2 separate regions of the Mus musculus genome follow, and region 1 is linked to region 2. The links are chromatin contacts, called in public HiChIP or PLAC-seq maps. All regions are on one chromosome and are shown on one strand. The core of a region is the stretch at or near the end of the contact, and the rest is flanking DNA. Distances in the headings are between cores, read along the strand shown. Region 1 holds the start of Ston1 (stonin 1). Region 2 overlaps Ppp1r21 (protein phosphatase 1, regulatory subunit 21).

Evidence for each region. HiChIP or PLAC-seq counts read pairs in DNA pulled down with a chosen protein or histone mark.
Region 1: an H3K27ac HiChIP or PLAC-seq map of trophoblast stem cells shows a contact between it and region 2, with 21 read pairs. The contact joins the promoter of Ston1 here to the enhancer-like site in region 2. A contact is called at or near these places in 1 of 39 promoter capture datasets (macrophages), 16 of 484 Hi-C or Micro-C datasets (CD4 T cells, the STO cell line, Th17 cells and 7 more), 11 of 115 datasets of contacts at active chromatin or transcription factors (cardiomyocytes, embryonic fibroblasts, embryonic stem cells and 5 more) and 3 of 9 other capture datasets (adipose tissue, embryonic stem cells and liver).

The regions. Positions count from the first base shown.
Region 1 is chr17:88,625,290-88,628,194 of GRCm38.p6, forward strand. Ston1 (stonin 1) reads left to right here and starts at 1,266. Exons shown (of 4, transcript NM_029858.2): 1 at 1,266-1,573. Gm31704 (predicted gene, 31704) reads right to left here and starts at 210. Exons shown (of 3, transcript NR_166677.1): 1 at 67-210.
Region 2 is chr17:88,557,468-88,560,167 of GRCm38.p6, forward strand. It overlaps Ppp1r21 (protein phosphatase 1, regulatory subunit 21), which reads left to right. Exons shown (of 22, transcript NM_028658.4): 10 at 1,122-1,223; 11 at 1,310-1,398. Among named protein-coding and RNA genes, the nearest start is that of Ppp1r21, 29 kb to the left of the region's middle. Within about 2 kb of position 1,449, at least 31 of the 459 cell types and tissues checked have an H3K27ac peak or open chromatin away from gene starts, as enhancers often do. A contact at or near this core is called in cerebral cortex, heart atrium and trophoblast stem cells, where this site is marked.

The sequences.
Region 1 (2,905 bases), core at 16-2,515, 68 kb after region 2:
AACAGCAAACAGACAAGCTCCCCTCCCCCTCCCCAAACAATACCATTTAAAATCATAATGCCCTACCCAACTCCAAAGTTTTGTTCCTGTGAAGACCCTTCTTGGGGGCAGTTTGGTTTGCTCTCTGCTCACATGTGAGGGGAAGGAAGAAGAGACTGTAACCAGAGCAAGGGAACGATAGCACCAGCTCGGCTACCCTCCGCTCAGTGTGGACTTGCGCAGTGGAGGCTGGACTTGCGCAGTGGAGGCTGGACTTGCGCAGTGGAGGCTGGACTTGCGCAGTGGAGGATGAACTTGCGCAGTGGAGGCTGGACTTGACAAAGCAGGAGCGGGTGGTCGATAGAAGCCTTGAATCGTTATATTCTAGCTTCATCAGAGTCAGCTCCTGCTCTCCCCTGGAGCCCAGGGCCCCGTCTCCAGAGCTGGTGTATACACACAGTTTTTAGGTAGCCCCGAGTTTTCTCAGGCAGGCACTGTGAAGGGTGTGCAGGCTATGCCATCCTAAAATGAGGATGCAAACTTAAACACTGTTCACATTCTCTCAGGTCTTGATGGGCAGTTGGTGGGACGCTTTTAGAAGCAGGCTTTGAACTTGGTAGGAGTCTGGTCAGAGAGCATCTGTCACTACTCTCCAAACCGAGGAAGTGGACAGATAAGGAAAAAGCTTTAGAAGAGAGTTGGGAAATGGGGAGGCTAATGGCCACAAGGGAGGGATGGGCTGGGGAATGGAGCTGAGACCAAAGCTGATAATTTTTGAGGCTGGGAGACTAGGCTGTGGTTTAATATTGTGCAAATGGTATTTCCTGTCACATGAATAAAATATTGCACATCTGTGATTGAATAGTATGGGGTGCGCAACATATGTGCTCATAAAACGGCCCGTGCTGCCTTGGCCTTGGAGTGACCTAGATGGGGGCAAGGCGCGCACATGCTCCTTTTGTTTTCGTTTCAAACTCTTCAAGGGAAAACTTCCCTGGGACTGGTCACCACACCATCACAGCAAATTTTTTTTGAGGGGGGGGGGCGGGGAATTCTTCATAATGCCCTCACTGTGGGCTTGGCTTCCTGAGTACCAACCCTGAGGGTCCCAGCCCTCCCAGAGCACACAGGAGAGGCTTCACTGAGGCAGCCAGGGTCCATCTGGTTACAAAGTAGCTTTGGAGGAGTCTGGAATGCAGGAATCTGAGAGTTCCTTATTTGGGAGGGCAGCCAATGAAGCCAAGCGGATATTGACCCTAAGACATTCTTTCTTTAGATTGTTCAGCATTGTTACAGAGCAAAAAGCCAGAGTCAGAGAAGTTCAGCCTTGGTAAGAGCCCAGAGGCTGAAGCGGGAGTCTGCCTGACCATGACAATGGGGTACAGCTGATAGCTTCCAGGGATGGACGGCTTCAGCGTCTGTCCTCCCCCAACATCTGGAATGTATGGAGGAGTATACATTAGGGACCATGTAAAAGGAGTCTGTTCCTCTCCACACACCGGCAGTGACGTGGAGACAAAGCCACAAATGATCCGGAATGTGGCTTTACCAGCTGAAGGCCCCCGAGTCGGATTTCAACAATCTTCAGGAGATGGTAGAGCTTTGTACATTCCTTCCTTGAATGGTTTCTGAGGAAAGGCCAAGGAAAAGGAAGCTGGGCTAGAAGAGCTGAGGGCAAAGAACAGCAGAATAGAGGGACCCTGGGCCGTGCGGAGGGGACGGAAGGACTGTGTAAGGAGCAAGATAGAATTTGGGCAATTGGTGCACCAAGACTGCTCTGAAGGGCCAGTCAAGTAGGGACAGGAAGCAGGTTGGCCTGAGTTAATAAAGGTAGTCTCAGAAGTGAGCCTAGCCTGATCGTGGCTGGACTCTTGGGGTTGGGGGTTGGGGTGTTGCAGGGGTGTCTGTCCCAGAGTTTGCCTTTCCTAAAGCTTGTTGGTCCAAGACACCTGTGGTAGGTGAGAAACAAACTCTTTCCAGGCTCACCCTTCTTTAGTTCCTGGCTCTAGGGAGGGACCTCGGCAGCTGGGAGCTGTTTCCTTGAGGAAGGGTGTGGCAGTGACAACCTCCCTGCCAGGAGGTCAAAGGGATCTTGGGAGTATTGGACTTTGGCATCTAACAGACCTGGTTTCAGCCAGGTTCTGCCTCTTGCGAGCTGCGTGACTTTTGGCAAGTAGTTTAACCTCTCTGACTCCTCTGAAGCGCCGGGTGTTAAACAAGACGAGACCTATGTGCAGCTGTTAGACAAGAGTTGTTGGTAAATGTTTTGTTAGTCGCACTTTCTTCTTAATGCTAAAATTCAATGACTCTTTGAACTGCATGTGTGTGTGTGTGTGTGTGTGTGTGTGTGTGCTTAGAGCTTTTAGAAAAAGGAGAAAAGTCCACTTGAGGTTATTTTATCAACAATGTATGGAGTTCTGTACTTTTTGCCGGATTTTTGTAGAAAAAGTAGAAAATGTCTTTACAAATGAGACAGGATCTCTGCTTGATAAAGCTGACTGAAAGAACAGGCAGTGTTTCCCTCTGACTTGAAAGTTTATCCTGGGATAGTCTTAGAGATGATGTTTCATAGTAGAGCTTCGAACCTGCAAGGCATGTGATAATGTTATTGTTGAAGGTAAGGTATTGTTGCTTTTATCTTGTGTGTGGGTTGTATGTATGGTGCATGTGTGCATGCCTACATGTTTATCTATGTGAGTGCTGGTGTCAGTGCCCTGTTTTAAGTGTGGAGGCTGGAGAATAACCTGGGTGGTCCTCGACTTCCACCCAGTTTGAGGTAGGGTCTCTCATTTGCTTCTGTGTATACCAGGCCGTGTTAGCTGATTATTGAGCTTCCACTGGCCATAGGCATGCTGGGAACACACACACACATACACACACACACACACACACACACACAGACACACACACACACGCACCCACACTT
Region 2 (2,700 bases), core at 199-2,698:
CTTGGAGCTCTACTTAAATCCCTCTGTGTTGGTTTCCTTGACTTTAAAATGGGAGAGGGGCATGCCCATTTCCCAGGTAGATCCATATGCGGTGAATGAAGTACTGAGTGGCTGCATGCAGTGAGCACTGGGTAGAAGTTAGCCAGTTACCGTCCTGTGTCTCAACACTGCCTGGCTTTCACCAGTTCTCATCCCACAAGTCCACTGAAGCCCAGGAAAATAACTTGTGTAATCTGAATTTGTGCAGAACACCTCACTATTTTGAAGAATTCATTCACTTCTCAGTATTTCATCTTCTGTTGTTTAGCCTGTGAAAGTCCCTCTGATTTTCTTAGAAAGTCTATACTATTGAAGGTTTAGAAACCTTTTGCTAAAAGATGACCAAAATGTGTAAACTAATTCCTAGAGTTGTAAAGTAGCAGAGAACTCATACTTTACGGATGTGGGCAATGGACTCTGGAGTGCTTGTGCTGTTCAGGACGGTGCTAGTGTGCAGTTCCCATAGATCACCTGAGTGTTGTAGAAGACAAGACAGTAGGGCCTGTGTATAAGCAGGAGCTCAAACATAGCTAGATGGCTGAGATGTTTAGTAAGTGAAACCCCTTTGTTTTTAAATTGTCTAAAAATATAGTGGGGTCCCCCCCCTCCCCATGACGGGATTTAACCTAGAGCCTCACAAATGCTAAGCATACACAATATGCTACTGGGCTGTGTTTGCATACTGATATCAGTGATGATAGTAAACATTTTAACTCCTCTTGATTTCAGTCCTGGCATTTGTTAACCTTGAGTCGTGTACAGAGTAAAATGAAAAGCTGCCAGGCAAGCTCGTTTTGAACAGTGAGGTGAGGACCATAACACAGAGTCTGCCCTGTGCTCAGGGATGCTGGCCCTCTGTGCTGTGCTGTGTCTCCTCCTGTTTCTTCAAATGCCTGATTGTTCGCTCATCCTGTCATCCTCTCCAGCTTCCTTGATTTGGACTGGGATGAGGGCCACAGAATATTATCTGGGGCTTTAGCGGGGCTTTCCAGAAGTGAGGTAGCACACTTCCAGTCCACCTCCTGCATGCTGATGCTAATCTTCCAGCGGAATTCATTCAAATGCTTCTCTCTCATTTTCAGTTCTCCCAATACCTTCATGAAAACGCATCGTATGTCCGCCCCCTTGAGGAAGGAATGCTGCACTTATTCGAGAGCATTACAGAGGATACTGTGACTGTCCTGGTAATTCCCTCCTTGTTTTACAGCAGAAAATGGGAGCTCTTATTGGCCGGTAACGCTTTTAACTGTGAAATTACTTTTTTATCCAGGAGACAACTGTGAAATTGAAAATGTTTTCAGATCATCTAACTTCCTACGTACGCTTCCTGAGGAAGATCCTTCCTTATCAGTTAAAAAGGTATGCATTCCCCTAGAGGCCGGGAGCTGAGGAAGCTGCAGATGGGACCTGGCTTGCCCTGGAGTTAATAGTCCGAGTGGTCAGTCAGTCAGTCAGCTGTGGTTCTCAGCTGCCCTCTACTCTGCTGACTGTTAGCATTGCACAAGGCCATAAGCAGTGGTTTCAATAATTGAGAAGGCCACATTTTTTTGGAAGAAAAATTTTGGCTTTGAGTTCATATTATTCCTTTGTTGTTAATATCTTCGTGGGAGTTAGAATATTTAACATCTGCATTTGAATCTTAATCCTTAGGTATTTTTGAAATGATATCTTTTAATTGTTATTATTGTTACCTTATTTAAATTATAAAGTAAAATATTTATCTACACTGAACCTAGGTCCTTTAATATTCTACCCTAAATATTCAGTAACCTTTACTACACATGTTACATTTCTAGAAATTGCAATGTAGACTAGCCTAACCATGAATTTATAGAGACCCATCTGCCTCAGCTTTCTGAATGGTAGCATTAAGGGGTAAACAGGCCCATCTGGCAAGTTTTAATACTTTGATATTTGATCGAAAACTACAAAGTTATCTTTATTGTTTTTTTTAAATTAAGGAATAATACAATGGAACAAAAATTTTCTTGAAATATAAAGTATTACAAAATTAGAAACTACGTAAATTTGCTATTGATATTTTAAAAGTAGAGTTTCATTTTTAAGAATTAATACATTTTATGTGACATCTTATTTCTGAATTCTAAACTTTCCAGGTATTTGGGTAAGCAAATGCTAAGGTTTGTGCATATGAGAAGATTTAAACACTTTATGACAGGGGCTAGAGAGATGGCTCAGCAGTTAAGAGCACTTGGCTGCTCTTCCAGAGGTCCCGAGTTTATTTCCAGCCACCACATGATGGCTCACAAACATCTGTAATAGATTTGATTCCCTCATTTTAGTGTGTGCAAAAACAGAGCACTCTCTCTCTCTCTCTCTATATATATATATATATATATAAAATATGTGAATAAATTAATCTTTTAAAAAAAGACTTTAAAACAGAATAGACAGTACTGGTGCAGCTTCTTTGAGAAGACTGAGTGTGTTTCAAAAGCATTGCAAAGTCAGCTTGGCAGAGTACACCCTGAGTCCCTGCCCGTAGGAAACGGGCAGGTGGATTATAAACTCTAGGTCAGTGTGCAGCAGAGTGAAGACCGTGTCTCGGAAGTATTTGTTATTTTATATGGCTATCATTTTTATGCTCTCTCTTTCTCTCTCTCTCTGGCTATGTATTTTTATGCTCTATCATCTGTCTGT